Regions from separate parts of the Sus scrofa genome. Here region 1 is linked to region 2. Evidence: chromatin contacts called from public promoter capture Hi-C data. All regions are on one chromosome and are shown on one strand. Each heading gives the region's core, a stretch centred on a gene start, on an enhancer-like site or on the middle of the called end of the contact. The rest is flanking DNA. Distances are from core to core; before and after follow the strand shown. Region 1 holds the start of ZNF189 (zinc finger protein 189). Region 2 holds the start of TBC1D2 (TBC1 domain family member 2A).

Evidence for each region. Promoter capture Hi-C pulls out the DNA fragments that hold promoters and counts their contacts.
Region 1: a promoter capture Hi-C map of liver shows a contact between it and region 2, with 8 times the contacts expected there. The contact joins the promoter of ZNF189 here to the promoter of TBC1D2 in region 2. A contact is called at or near these places in 1 of 5 promoter capture datasets (liver) and 1 of 47 Hi-C or Micro-C datasets (heart right ventricle).

The regions. Positions count from the first base shown.
Region 1 is chr1:243,104,659-243,108,336 of Sscrofa11.1, forward strand. ZNF189 (zinc finger protein 189) reads left to right here and starts at 2,253. Exons shown (of 4, transcript XM_005652705.3): 1 at 2,253-2,709; 2 at 3,440-3,524. The coding sequence starts at 2,677. It overlaps MRPL50 (39S ribosomal protein L50, mitochondrial), which reads right to left and starts at 2,173. Exons shown (of 2, transcript XM_003122043.4): 1 at 2,019-2,173. The coding sequence starts at 2,110.
Region 2 is chr1:240,048,018-240,051,336 of Sscrofa11.1, forward strand. TBC1D2 (TBC1 domain family member 2A) reads right to left here and starts at 1,910. Exons shown (of 16, transcript XM_021066519.1): 1 at 1,343-1,910. The coding sequence starts at 1,717.

The DNA of each region.
Region 1 (3,678 bases), core at 1,003-3,502, 3.1 Mb after region 2:
TTGCTTACTTCATGCTCTGTTACGTTTTGCTAGTTCTCAGTGGAGAAGTAACTGCAAATGTAGTGGAAAGAACAAGAGAACCAGAATTAGAAGTAGACCCTAAAAGATGTAACTGAAACGCTGCCATCGCATGATAAAACCTCAACGTTGAGGAGTTGCTTCTTATGGATGAGGAAAAAAAAAAGTTTGAGATGGAATTTGCTCTTGGTAAAGATGCCATGAAGATTGCTGAAAACACAACAAAGGATTTAGAATGCTACATAAACTTAGTTGATAAAAAGGTGCAGAGGAGTTCTGCTATGACACAATGGGGTCAGAGAACTAAGACACAGGTTCAATCTCTGGCCCAGCACAGTGGGTTAAGAACCCAGTGCTGTTGCAGGTGCAGCTTAGTCTTAATTATGGCTTTGATTTGATCCCTGGCCGGGGAACTCCATGTGCAGAGAGGCAGCCAAAAAAAAAAAAAAAAAGGTGCAGAATTTCAGAGAATTGATTGCAATACTGAAAGAAGTGGATAACATGCTATCAAATATCATTTCATGCTACAAAAAATCATTTGTGAAAGAGCCAAGTGATGCAGCTAAATTCTTTGTCTTATTTTAAAGAATTGTCAGACACTTCACCTTTCATCAACCACTGCCTTGAACTATCAACAGCCACCAACATCTAGACAAGACACACCAGCATAAGGCTCACATGATGCGTAGCATTTTTTTTAAGCATTAAAGTATTAAGCTAAGGTATGTATATTGCTTTTTTAGACATAATGCTATTGCACATTTAACACACTACAGATAGTAAGCATAACTTTAAATGCACAGGGAAACCAAAAAATTCCTTTAACATGCTTTGAGATATTCACTTTACCTAACCCTAACCCTTTGTTTGTTGGAAAACAAACCTCAGTAGCTCCAAGGTACACCTTATACTGTTCTAGTTTTCCTCATAATTTACCACTTTCTGAAATTATATTCTACATTTGTTCATTTTTTCCTCCGCCAAAAGACATATTCTATGAGAATAAAGATTTGGTCTGTTTTAACAACCGTATCCCTCACATCTAGACACTGCATATAGCAGACACTCTAGCAAAACTTGGTGAGTAAGTAAATAAAACAAACTTAAAAGGAGATTTGAAAGATAATAATAAACATTAACCAAAAGAGGGGAAGCTAATAAATACATGAGCTGATAACAAAAATCCTTTTACTGAAAGAGTTTATGTCTGAAACTTAAGAGGGCATACATTGTTCCCTGATGTTCCTCTAAGTTTTGATGTCATAACACTTCCTGAGTCAAAAAGATTTATCTTGACAAAATTCCACATGGCGCTGTGGGAAAAGCAGTTTGATGGACGAGTTAAGAGACCTGGGTTCCACATCCACCTGTCATTAAGTTGCTTTCTGACATTTAGCAAAAAAAACTTTCTCTCTGTGGGCCCTCAGTTTCCTCATATGTCAGAGTACTTATGCTCAGAGAAGGGGCTTTGTTTCTGTTGCTGTATTTAGAGAAATGCTGGGCCTGAGCTGGCGACTAGTATCGGTTGAATGAACCAATGAACTAACAAACGAACACAATGAGGAGTTCTGCTTGTGAAGAAATAAACGCCGCAAACGAATTTAGTTCATCAAGCACGTTCATATTCCTGTTCTGAATTGACCGTCGGAAACGAGTCATTCCTTTCCTGAGATCCTACTCCACTAGGTGCCTAGAGCGCATGGTCGGTACTGCTTGCTTAATAAATTAACGGGTGAAATGAAAGGGAAAGGGGAAAGTATTTCGGTTCTAAGATTTGTAAACTGAGGTCAAAGGAAGTGACTGGACCACCACTCGCGGAACCTGGTGCTTGTTTCTCAACTCAGAACCCTAACGCACTTTATCGTCCCTTCCCTAGCAAGACGCAGGAGGAGGTTCCTGTCTTAATAGCATGACGCTCCCTTCCGAATTCTCCTCTTCATCCTTCTCAGTTTCTCTCCTTATTTTCTGTGAGCTTGAACCACCATCACTTTCCGCTTTACCTGAATGGAGACCAAAATTCTCTGCGTGGCGCCCCAGAGACTGCACACGTGAGGCTTCTTCTGGCAAGACCGGAGACCCACCGTGCCGCCATCTTCGAGGAGAACTTCGAAACAAAACACCGCCCCCCGCCGGCAGTGACGCGCCAAGACCAGCCAATCAGGCGTAAGCTTAGTGTCAAGCATTCCCTTTTTCCTCTAAGCCTCACCATGCTCCCTAGCCCTTTGCACTCCGGGAAATGTAGTCCGGTAGCCGTTGCGGCTGAGACTGAACCCGGGCGCTCCCTCTGAGCCTGACGGGAGTTGTAGTTGGGGGGAGTCCCGGGAGGGTTCTGGGTGACGCCTTCTGGTCCGGGCGGGCGGTCATAGAGCTCTTTGGCTGAAAGCAAAAGGAGCAGGCAGCCGGGAGGAGGCTCTAGCGCGGCCTGGAAGGCCTGCGTAACTAGGCAGGGGAGGCATTCGGGGTTAGGGGGCGGCCAAGAAGCGCATCTGACATGCTGCTGGGGTCGTGACCGCTCGGGGACCGAGGCAGGACCTGGCCATATCCAGCCTGGAGGCCTCGCCTTCGTCGGGCCTCATCTTCAGCGGCGGCGTAGGCCTTGCTAGAGGCTCCTTTTCGTGCGGCTACCCCGGATTCCTGCCCTGATTTTCTGTCGGAGAGATGGCCTCCCCGAGCCCCCCGACAGAGCCGAAGGTAGGTCGCCCCTCCGGGTATTCGTGTTCTTTCGCCATTACCCAACTAGGCCACGCCACCGTCGGTCGTGTTCCCCCCCCGCCCCCGCCAGATTGCGGTCTTTAGGGCCAGCTTGGTGCGAGGGAGTACCCCTTTAATGCACCAGGGTGCCGGTCATGACCACACTATCCACTGGCTCCTTTTTTGAGAGCGACTGGATAAATTAGCTAAAGAAAATGAGTAGTGCTCCAAACTAGTGTTCTCATTTATGAGTTCTTTCAGGTGAGGTACCTTTTTTGACCCTCTCCTGTGTCTAATGCACCTGCTGCGATGCCTGGACCCAAGGTAGACGCATGGAGAACTTAACGGAATTGAAGTGAAAAGGGTCTCAAGCCAGTGCTAATAGAGAATTGGAGCGGGGCAATGAGGTGCAGGAAACTTGGGAAGGCCTTGGGTCAGTTTGCTAGAATTATAATATTGGGGAATAATTGATAAGCCAGAAAGCCTTATCCTAGGCCTCCTCACTACAGAAGGCAAAGATGCAGCAATAGAATTCAGTCTGTTCCAGAATTGAGCCCAGTTTGGAACTCTTAGTTATCATGTGCCTCCTAGCCTACCCAGCCCTGATAAGTGATTGCTTCTGCTACTTTCAGTGCTAGAATTGTCCTTGAGACAACAAGAACTGACTACAGAAATCATACTATTTCAGGGGTTGCTGACATTTGAGGATGTGGCTGTGTTTTTTACCCAGGAGGAGTGGGATTATCTGGATCCAGCTCAGAGAAGCCTGTATAAAGATGTCATGATGGAGAATTATGGAAACCTGGTCTCACTGGGTAAGAATCTGCTGTTTCTCTGATTAAAATATATAAGAAACTGTAAGAAATCAGAACACTTGAGCCAGTATCATACCAAACTGCTTTGTTCCAAAGTTCTGATTCAAACCTTTAACCATGAATTATTTCCATGACTCTCATCCTTACCATCCTT
Region 2 (3,319 bases), core at 660-3,159:
AGGTTGATCAGTGAAACCTAAATTTTTCTCTCACAATACCTGCCAACATTTTCTCAGCATTCACTCCCCTTGGCCATAATATCAAGAAATGTGATTCAGGAGTTCCCCGTTGTGGCTCTGTGTGGGTTGAAGACCCAATGTTGTCTCTGTGAGGATGCCAGTTCCATCCCTGACCTGGCTCAATGGATTAAGAATCCTGCCTTGTCCCTGGCTGTGGCATAGGCCACAGCTGCAGCTCCGACTGACCACTGGCCTGAGAACTTCCATAGGGGTCCATGCTGTCCAAGGGGTTTGCATCCTGTGCGGTCTGCAAATAGTACAAGTGACTGAAGGTATGGCCATAAAAAGAAAAAAAAGTAAAGAAAAAAGAAACGTTATTCAGAAGTTTCTGCTGTGGCACAGTGGGTTAAGAATCCGAGGTCGCTGAGGAGGTGTGGGCTTGATTCTCAGCCTGGTGCAGTAGGTTAAAGGTTCTGGCACCCGGGCAGCTGCAGCGAGGTGTAATTCACAGTGTGACTATGATGGATTGGATCCCTGGATGGGGAACTTCCATATGTGGGGGGGGGGGCATTAAAATTAAAAAGAAAACTTTTTTAAAAGTTAAGAAATAAAAAGAAACGTGATTCAGAAGTCATGCCTTGAGAGAGGGCAGCAAAGCTCATATCTTGATTATACTTCAACCCGAAGTAAAAAAGTTAAGGCAACTGCATTATTAGCCACACCCAAAAGTAAAAGTTTTGATCAAGTGCTGAGAGGTAGAAAACCCACGGGATTCCAAGTGTGGGCTACACCACTTTTTAGTTGTGTGACCTTGGACCAGTCACTTCATCTCTTTATGACTCAATTTTTTTTTTTTTTTTTTTTTTTTTTTGTCTTTTTGCCTTTTCTAGGGCCGCTCCCGCGGCATATGGAGGTCCCCAGGATAGGGGTCTAATAAGGAGCTGTAGCCACCCGCCTACACCAGAGGCACAGCAACGCCGGATCCGAGCCGCGTCTGCGACCTACACCACAGCTCACGCAACGCTGGATCCTCAACCCCCTGAGCAAGGCCAAGGATTGAACCCGCAACCTCATGGTTCCCAGTCGGATTTGTTAACCACTGCGCCACAACGGGAACTCCTATGACTCAATTACTTGATCCGTAATATGCGTATATCATGTGGGCCTTTGTTATGGGAACACAATGAGGAAATGAGTGTGAATGCCCTTTGTAAAGCACAAGACCCTGTGAACCCAGGGTTCACAGGGGTGTTTGGGGTCGGTGATTATAGTTACAGTAAGTTTATTGTGACCACTCACTTGCACCCCGCTGTGCTGAAAAGGAGAAAATTGCATCATTTACCTTCAAGGTAATAGTCCGGCTGGGGGTCTTGATTTCGAAAGTCCCCTCCTCGGCGTCCGCCTTGCAGTCAAATACCGCACAGGAGAGGTCGATGCTGTCCAAGGGGTTTGCATCCTGTGCGGTCCGCGAATAATACAGGTGACATTTTCTCTCGTCGTAGAAAAACCAGCGGGATTTCCAACCCCGGATGGGCCTTTTGCCTCCCAACTTGCTTAAATATCCACAAAGTTTCTTGGGGGCCGCCTCCAGAGGTCGGGTGCAGACCGTCGATTCCTCTGGAGGCAACACCTGGGAGCCCCTGGCCAAGCTGGCAGGCTCTTCGGACACGGGGGCAGAGGAGCTAGACTCCGCGGGGTTCTCCTGGGCGTCCTCCATCGCCACTAGGGACTGCGGAGGAGCTGGATGTCCACTGCCCAACTCCGGCCAAATCTCGGAGATTCAGGGGATACCTTCAAGACGGAGATAACTGGACGAGGGCGGGGCCTTTAGTGACCCGCCTCCAAGAGACGACGGAGGGACGCAGCTCCCTGCGTTGCGTGCACTTCATTGATCTAAAACCCAGTACCTGAGGGTGGCCACGCCCATCCGGACCCCTCCGTATCTAGGACAGGCCTCGACACGCCCCCTGCCGGCTCCTCCCACACTGCTAACTTCCGACTTTTCTTCGCTCCTCTCCGCCATATTTACTGAGGGCAGCCGCGAGCGTGGGGCGGTCCTCGGATTGAAGGCGTGGTGTCCCTGAATTTGGTTAACCAGCGGAAGAGAGGCTGGAGGAGACGCCCTCCACAAATACCTTGTTCTGGTAACACGCGTAATAACGTAGAGGGACAGTCCCTTCTCCAGCTTTACGGGCCTCCCGCCTTTTCTCCCCAGGTGCCGCGCAGGTCCCCGTTGCGGGGCGCACGGCGCGTCCATTGGCTGAAGGGGACACCCGGCTGCGTGGCGACATTTCCGGCGCCGCTCAAAGCGCGCGTGCTTAGAGGGCTCTGCTGGTGGCCTATATACCCGTCAGCAGTTAAGCGACCCTGTGGTTCTCCCCTGACCGTGGCGGCCTCTCCTTCCTCGGTCCCAGTTCCCGCTCGCCTCTTTCCTGAGCTACTCGAGTTATATGGGCGCCCGGCCCGGCTTCTGCCCTTGCTGGAACCCAGTGCTTGGGACGGGTTTGGGCACAGTAAATTGTGGAATCAAATGTGTCTTTACTAACTTTCTCAACTTCTGTCCTCAGTCTGTCTGCCTCTTGTCCTTAAGTTTCCCCCCTTTACTCCTTTAGGCGCTTCCCTCCGCTTGGGCTATGGAGCCCATTTCCTACCACCTCTTGAGGAGCTTCACGGTTCTTCACTAGCCCTTTCTTAGCCCCTCTTTCTTTAGCTTCTCTCTCTTTGCCATCCTTAACAAAATCTTCCTTGTTTTGTTCCGGGCAAATTATACTCAAGGTCTGAGGTTGTCTTTTCTTAAAATTAACTTAACACAGGTTCACTGCAGAAATTATAATAATATTTTGTAAGTCCATAGCATATCTAAAAATGTCTCTTAATATGATAATAGAGAAATAACATTCTCCAAACCGATGATAGATTAATTATACTATTGTTAGGCAAACGGGGGAATGAAAGAAATAAAAGTCCAAATTTAGTTCAGGTGTACCCTTCTGTTACTGACAAGGGTTTTTGACCTCGTTAATACAAATTGATGAGAGGCCAGACAAATTTAGTCAAGGCTTTATTGGCACCGGTACTGCAGCAGGAGGTAGGAAAACAAGTAACAGCTGCCCTTGCTTGCTCCCTGAGGAGGTGGTGGGGATAAGGGTGAGTCTAGGGATCTGGTGGTCTGCCCCCTTGGTGGTGCTGTGTGCAGAGTGCATGCACAGTGCCCTGCTTTTGCTTCTGCCTCCTCAGAAGTGGCTATTAGGTTTTGGTCTTTTTGAATCTTGTTGGTAATTTGCCTCAACTGCATGCGTGTAGTTATTTTTAGTCCCTT